Linked DNA regions of Zea mays: region 1 is linked to region 2. The links are chromatin contacts, called in public Hi-C maps. All regions are on one chromosome and are shown on one strand. Each heading gives the region's core, a stretch centred on a gene start, on an enhancer-like site or on the middle of the called end of the contact. The rest is flanking DNA. Distances are from core to core; before and after follow the strand shown.

What was found. A called contact is a pair of places that touch in the nucleus more often than the background predicts.
Region 1: a contact with region 2 is called in a Hi-C map of leaf, with 4 times the contacts expected there. The contact joins the promoter of LOC100383636 here to the promoter of LOC100283157 in region 2.

What each region holds. Positions count from the first base shown.
Region 1 is chr7:175,817,515-175,821,345 of Zm-B73-REFERENCE-NAM-5.0, reverse strand. It overlaps LOC100383636 (Serine/arginine-rich splicing factor SC35), which reads right to left and starts at 2,126. Exons shown (of 9, transcript NM_001176284.1): 1 at 1,987-2,126; 2 at 1,809-1,887; 3 at 1,560-1,639; 4 at 1,394-1,460; 5 at 14-85. The coding sequence starts at 2,065. The region is part of intron 4 of LOC103633439; the gene reads left to right.
Region 2 is chr7:175,258,127-175,262,225 of Zm-B73-REFERENCE-NAM-5.0, reverse strand. LOC100283157 reads left to right here and starts at 1,764. Exons shown (of 7, transcript NM_001156059.1): 1 at 1,764-1,982; 2 at 2,301-2,440; 3 at 2,584-2,724; 4 at 3,270-3,378; 5 at 3,555-3,616. The coding sequence starts at 2,348. It overlaps LOC100274924, which reads right to left and starts at 1,640. Exons shown (of 2, transcript NM_001331157.1): 1 at 1,472-1,640. The coding sequence starts at 1,639.

The DNA.
Region 1 (3,831 bases), core at 877-3,376, 560 kb before region 2:
GGCGCTGCTATACCTCCGTCTTGGACTGTGACTCCTGGAACGCCCCCCTGGTCTTGGAACTGGCTCCACTATTCTCCCTTTATTACTGTGAAAGATGCAAGGATTCAGTATGGACGATAAAAGCAGAGAAATTAACGCTACAACAGTAGATATTTGAGAAACTCACACTAGGATGCTTTCCTGTGAAAGCAATTAAAGGAAAAGTTGTGGATGCTCGGTGTGTTCCTAAGAGACATCACATATGATGATTTAACTAATTTATTCTGCTCATCATGTGGCCCTAAAAACTTTTTTACATGAAAAAATAGGACATGTCATATTTATCATAGTTATTAAGGCAATAAGGCGAGTTAAGGCAAGCAATCCCCTTTTCACCTTTTAAGCGGAAAGACGTAAGGCGAGGCGAGGTGACGCCTTACTCATATATAAATATAGGAAAATATAGAGTTAAGATGAGGTGTTTGCACTCAAAATTAGGTCCTAAAACACTTTAATGGGTCCCTAACATACAGAACTCAAAGAATCCAGTAATTTTTTTTGAATTATAAACTGTCAAAGGATGTTAGAAAGAAAAAAAAGAAGTGGAAAAGAAAAAGGAAAAAAAGAATGGTATGGACTTTTATTTGGTGACCCATCTAGAAGCCCATTAACTCAGCACAAACCGAGGTTCCACCACAGCCACACAGCAGCCGCCGCCGATGCAGTGCTCTGTGTGTTCTCCATCTTCTGCCCCCTCCCCCACTCACGCTCGGCTGCGGCGCCAGCGGCTCCCCATCCCGCCGCATGCCTGCAACCTCCACCGCCGCACCGCGTCTTACGTCCGCGGGCAAGGCGAGCAGGACGCCTTGCCATCTACGCGCACCTTAACGCTTAAGCGACACTTTAGCGACGCCTTAATAAGTATGATATACTAAAATGAAACCGCAGTTTACTGTGTTCTTGTTAGTGAATTACCAACATAGAAGACAAAATGAAAGAAAAATAAATAAATAAAGATAAACCAAGAAATGCTGTGGCAGCATAAGTGGCTGTAATATTGCACAAGGAACCAACATGACTAAATAAATTGTACGTTATACCTGATTATTAAAATCCAAAACAAGTAAACCCATACAGAGGTTCAAACTAAAACAGCATTTATATATATAGCATTATGAGTGTTATACAAACTAGTGTTGTCTCTTTGCTCTAACACAGTATTGTACTGAGGTACATGGCAAAAGGTCTCACTACTGCCTAACGTACCTATCCAACAAATATACGATAAGAACTGCATTTAGGATTTAAAATGGCAAGTAAGAACTAGAATAGTCATTGAAGATCTCATGAACTAGGTTAATCATTGAAGATCTCAAGAACAAACACAGCACAGAGAACAAAACTGATGTCTTACATCCGTTCAGCATTTGGGCCGTACTTGGCAAACTGCACCATGATCTCCCTCCCGTCTACCAATCTCCCTGCAAATAAAACGCAGCACAGTTGAACAACATACAATCTAAAACCACACATGGAGCACACTGATTTCTACAGAGGCGAGAACCTCAAACTAAACTCACCATCGAGCCTTTCAACTGCCTTCTGTGCCTCGTCCTCGTACTTGTACCTCACGAACGCGAATCCGCGCGAGTCACCAGTCCTACAACCATAACCCTAGATGAGCACTCGCAAATCGGTGTTATCGCACACACGCACACGAGCGTCGATCCCTAATTCCATATTCTACACCAGGTACTCAGCCATCGCACGCAAGCAAAACTCTCGAATCGTAGATAGAAACATCCTTAGCCTGTTCGACTCGCGCTCACCGGCGGTCCCTTGGGATGTAGATGTCGACAATCTCGCCGTACTTGTCGAAGAGAGGGAAGAGGTCATCAGCAGTTGTGCCTGCGAGGCACCCAAACACAGATGAGGCGCCAATTCAAAGCCCGTAGGGTAGCTGGAATCTGGAGAACGGAAACAGAAGCGGGGAAGAGGGGAACTCACGGAAGGTGATGTTGAGGACGAGGAGTGAGTACGTGTCGCGGATCGGCGGCGGCGGGCCGGATCGACCGAAGCGTGACATCTCGCCGGAGCCGGAGGCGGCGCGGGACGGGGGTGCTCGAGGAGCGGCTGGTGGATGAAGGGTGGAAGGCTAGAGAGGGAAGAGGGGATGGGGAAGAGAACGGGGCCGCAAAAGCTGCCGAGTCTTCTAGGCTTGCACGCACGCGGCACGGTGCGACAAGTGGGCCCCTTGCATACGAACTTTTAGCCAGTGGTCAGGCACTCCTGCTTTTTTGTTTGGTTTGGAGCCGAAATTGCCTGGCCGAGGCATAGATTATAGGTCTGTTTGGTTTGATGCCTAAGTTGTCACACTTTGCCTAACTTTTGTGTCTAAGGTTAGTTCTTCAATTCGAACGACTAACCTTAGACAAAGTGTGGCACATTTAGGCACGAACCAAACAGCCCCATGCATTAATACATTATGCATTGGATATTTGGATTTTGAGTAGAGCTATGATTCCTTGTATGGTAGTCAAGTGTCTGGGAGGTCCTAACCAAACAGGCTCATTTGTTTCACATCAAATTGGCCTGACTCTGACTCTCTTTGGAGAGTGAAGTATTTTGTTGTTTCTTGTTTTTCCGTATAATTATACTTTGCAATGATAATATTATAATTTTGGTCAGCTTTTCAAATACCATGGTTTCAAAAATATAGTTTTCATAAATGTAACCAAACACCTTATAACATAAAAAACCATAATATTCACTAAAAAGTAAAAAAAATACTTCACTTCCAAATAGGCCCTTGTACTCAAACATCTACTATACAATTCAGGGTGTATTGGTAGCAAAGTTTTTAGATACTACAATTTTGAAATACTATGGTTTACATTTGTTCATGACAAAAGTACTGCGGTTTTCAAAACCACACTAAAATCACGGTTTTCAAAAATTTTGAGGATTGTTTAGTATTTGCTCCCTAGCACGTGCTGATATAACAGTGCGGTATGGGGTGGACACGAGACATGTGTGGAGTTTCCAAAACTATAAAATACTATAGTTTTAGGTAGATCATGGTAATTGAAATTATGTTTTACTAGTAAAATCAAACATATTTTAGCTTCCAATACCATAGTATCATTCAATATCATATTATTGCCTTAAAAATGTAAAGATACTAAGCTTTCAAACATGGCCTCACTAATTTTTGGTATTGGCCAATGAAGAAAGCTTTCAAAAAGGAATAAAATGGAGAGTACGATTGCTAAGGACGTAGACGTAGGGGCGATGGTGGAGGAAGGACCAAGATAAAGACCATAAGGTTGTCAGGCAAGGTTAGCAATTTTGGCTGAAATTTAGCAGATTTTGTAGTTTTTTCGTTTTTAGTGCTATACAAAATTGAAATTTCGGTTCGAAAAATTATATATTTCAGTTCCAAATTCAAAAAATATATAAAAGTCAAATTTTGGTCAAAATAGAAATTTTGAACAGTAAAAATGAAATTGTAAACCATATCGTCAGGGCATCGGGCGAGGTGGATGTGGCCAAGGGAGGCGGGATGTTGAGCACAAATGCAGCCATGCGGAGAAACAAAGAAGATAGTCACATAGGAGGACCTACAGATCCTACTTGACAGTTTCCTGACGGATCTCCGCACTTTCCATCCCTCGCGCCAAACATAAATTAAGAACATCTCTATCCCCTCAACTAAAAATTGACATGGAAGGGTCTCCTCCTAGAAAATTGGAATAGGTCTACCGCGTCCCTCCTTGTTTCCAAATCAAAAAGCCTAAAAGGGAAATGTGTCCTTAGACAATTTTTAGTTGCTTTGGTGATTAAATGTCTAAC
Region 2 (4,099 bases), core at 515-3,014:
GTCCAAACACTTTTGAAGATGTGTTGCACACTGGTACTTGCCACAAGCTCACAATTTCTTATCTTATTTTGATTTTTTTCATACAATTTTTTCAGATCAAGAACTGAGGTGGTTATCATTTTTCATAGGGGTGTCCCTTTCTTTTCTTAAGAATAACTAGATTCTAATCCAATATCTTTAGCTGCAAAACCATCCTTTTCCTTTGATGTTATCGCTTATATTATGATTTTTTTCCTACGCGCGTTGGGCGCGCGCCAGTTACTAGTATATACTAAGATGCTTCATCCACGCAAGGAGAAAGTATACAACGATTGAAGAATGTTCCACTCAATATATACTGAGATGCTTCATCCACACAAGGAGAAAGTAAATAAGTCCACTGCCTCCTGCAGCTCAGTGATGGGGTAGGGTGTCCCAAGTCCCAACAGTTAGATAGATAGCTGTAGGCAGTAGGATGGTGTACCAATGATTAAGAAAATTATGACCATAGTTTAGACTGCCAAGAGTAAACTGCAAGAAGGTGCTAATCGCCGCTAAACAAGTAAACAACCATTCAACATTCACATAGCTGTGGGTTCTGATAATTCAGGGGTGCATGTGCATCATCCAGGAATTAAATTTCAAAGAGAAGCAACAGTGACAGAACTTCAGAGGTTGTTGCCATGTCCTTTGGACAGGATAGCATGCCCAAAAGAATGAGCATATCATGCTCATGACATGCAAAACTACAGCAAGAGCTAGAGGTCATCAGCCACAGCTGATGTAATACAGCCACAGAATTTTCAGCCACATCATGGTTTATGGCTGCACTACCTGTAGGCATCGCCTTAATTACCATGATCTAACAAAATCAATTCCATTTAATTTTGGACATTCTTCGTGCACGAATTGCATCATTTTTTTGTTCTATATAAAGGGTAACCCTGCTCCTTAAGAAAGCATATAACAACAGTCTTACACAACCAACTTTGCACTAATTTTAATGAACTAAATAAAACTAGATAATAACGAAAAAATATTCATCTCATAACTTGATATAGTGCACCTAGCAACTGGCTAAAGTCCAACGACATAGACATGGCAAAGCTGTACTGAACATGGCCTCAATGGGGGCGACCTGTAAATTATACCAATCAGAACTGAACTAGACCAGCTCACATCTGTGAACAAGTTCAACGAGCTAGTCTAAATCATCCCCCGCCGAACAGATCCTTGGAACGGACTTGCTAGAGATCTCGGGAGTCATGAGATGTAAAAGTGGCCTAGCCGCGAGATCTCGGCAAATCAGCGTGTCCCCTCTCGCGACTGTACGCAGCCAAAGACCGATCCAGCGAAACAACCTAGTAAATCTACGAATTCAGACCCGGAAAAAAAATCACCATGCGAGGACGGTCGACGAAATGGCACGGGATCCCCACGAGAACAGATCGGCCATCACTCTTGTGAGATCTAGGAGAAGAAAGAGGTGTACCTTGCCCGCCGCGCCGCCTTGCCTCTCCTTCGCCTCGCCTACTGTGTGTCGCAGTGTGGTTTGGTGTGGCTTGAAGACCCGACAAGACGACGACTCGGGGGAGTCGGGAGCCGAGAAGAGAAAGGAAGTACGGAAATGTAAGGCCCATTGGGCTGGCGAAGGGTTCATTGGGCCTGATATACTAACTTACATGGTCCCATCTTCTAGTTTGTCTAGGCCCACCGTTCGTCCGTGCGTGGGTGTGGGTTGTTGCTCCACCTTTCGCCTGAGTCCACCTTCCACAGGCCACCGGGAAGGAACCGGTTCCCGTTGGCTCGGCTCGGCTTGGCAAGGCCCGCCACCGCCCTCCCTCCCCCCGCGACCGCGACTCTGCGAGCACGACGAGACCCACGGACCCACCTCGATCCAGATCCAGCCAACTGCGCGCGTCGGCGTTACCCCTTCCTCCTCGACGCCACTGCCGTGGAGCGGGGATCATCCGCCTGAACCGGGTCGACCGCTTCGTTCCTTGGTTAGGAAGCCTTTGCTTTCCGACCGATCGTTCCTTCTGTTTTCTGCGGATTTTTTTTTTTTTTGTCGCGAACGCTCGAGTCGAAGTTTCCTTTCTGGTATGAGAGTGGTCTGATCCATCCGCCCACTTTGTTGCCGATTTGTCTGCAAGTATTCGGTTGTGGTTGGTGAGGGTGGGCGGTTGGCAATTGAGCAGGCATGATCCTTGGCATTTTGTAGGCGACCCGCCGCATTTCGTGGCCAATTTCTGAATTGATTATGCGATGCAAGCTGTGGATCGTGGTTGAGAAATATGTGTGACTTGATGTCAATATTTCAGGTGGTGGGTAGCTGGTTGGGGGAGCTCAGAACCTTACACTTACAACTATGTTCTCCTTGTTCTATGGTCTATGGAAGCACGTCTTCAGCAAGGCAGAGTTCCATGTGCTTATCCTCGGAGTTCATAAGGCTGGCAAGACGGTAATTCTTCTGAAGCTTGTCTACAGTTTTTCCCATCTACAGTTCCTTGCAGTTCATGGGTTGCTGGGATTAGGTTGAGTCCATTTCGTATTTATCTGAACCAGGTCCGTGTTAAAACTTAATGTTGAAACATTGCCATGTAGACCTTGCTAGAAAAGTTGAAGTCGATCTACTTGAAGGGAGAAGGGCTTCCGCATGATCGTATTGTTCCAACAGTTGGCCTTAATATTGGGCGTATTGAAGATGCAAATGTAAAGCTTGTTTTCTGGGATCTGGGAGGCCAGGTACGACTTTCCCTGGAGAATTACAGACCAAAAGTTCCTCAGTTGCAATCTCTTCGTCGAAACTTCACCATTTAACAATTTATGCGGTTATTAATGCTTTGGTCAATAGGCTGCCGGTTAATTTAAGTTAGAATCATGCATGTTGATTCTACATGTCCTTGTTATACTGTCTGGTGACAGAAGCATAGAACTCATTTCAATTTGCAAACAGAAATGCTTGGATCCCAATTTTTACCACATAATCAGTGTGCTTACGTGGTCTGGTACTCTGCTATAGTTTCGAGAGTATTTAAGTGTGTGCTTGTAATCAGAGAATGGTGATGTTTTCATGTTGCTCCACATGGAATTTAAAGAAATCAACAAGGGCTTGTATGGGGGCATCTAGTGATCGTATTCTGATGTTGTTCCACAGGAACATTTTCTCTAAATTTGGAGTATTATTTATAAGCTTGTATTTCAGTGCTGCGGAGATCTTGATCTGCATCTGTTGTTTGGTGCCAATTTGTTGCAAAAAAAAAACTTACACTAATACAATATTTTAACAGCCTGGCCTACGAACAATATGGGAGAAATATTATGAGGAAGCCCATGCTGTAATATATGTTATCGACTCTGCTTCTGCATCATCATTTGAGGATGCTAAATCTGCTCTCGGTAAGTTGGTTCATTTGTCTACAGTCACAAAATTATCGTGTACTTTTTCTGTTACCTGTATTAGCAATCATAGTATAGAGTAGTTTTCCGCTAAAAAAAGTACATACTAGCTAGAACTGGTAAACTGTGGTAGTTAATTCATTACTGTAGTGAATGTTTTGAACTTTTTATTGCAGAGAAAGTTCTCCGCCATGAAGATCTGCATGGAGCGCCAATACTTATATTTGCAAACAAGCAGGTTGACATCTACCTGTACTTGTCTTGGTTTATATACTCCTTAAAACTCCATGCACTTGCCCAACAGTTTTTTTGACGGTCCACTTGCTCAATAGTTGATAATTATGTTTTATTAGGTGAAAATGAGTAGTACTAGAAAAATAGTTATCATCCACATGAACTAAATGGTAGATGTAAATTAAACTGTGTCATGGTTTACACTGTTTGATAAGAAGTTAGTTTTGTGAAGCCTGGATCTAGGAAATATCAGAAACTGACAACTGTGGATATATTCTCTGGGAAACATATAGCAACCTTGCGCTTTTTTACTTCTGGTTAGGAACTTTCTTCAAATTTAACAGTTTTTCTTTATTCTGAAAGGTGTGGTGCTTAACAACATGAGCAAGATAATGAATTGACAACATTAGTCCTACTTTCTGGAGTCCTGCCCAGTTCATTTTGGGATATATAAATCCACACAAGAAATCCTCCACTTGTTTCATGA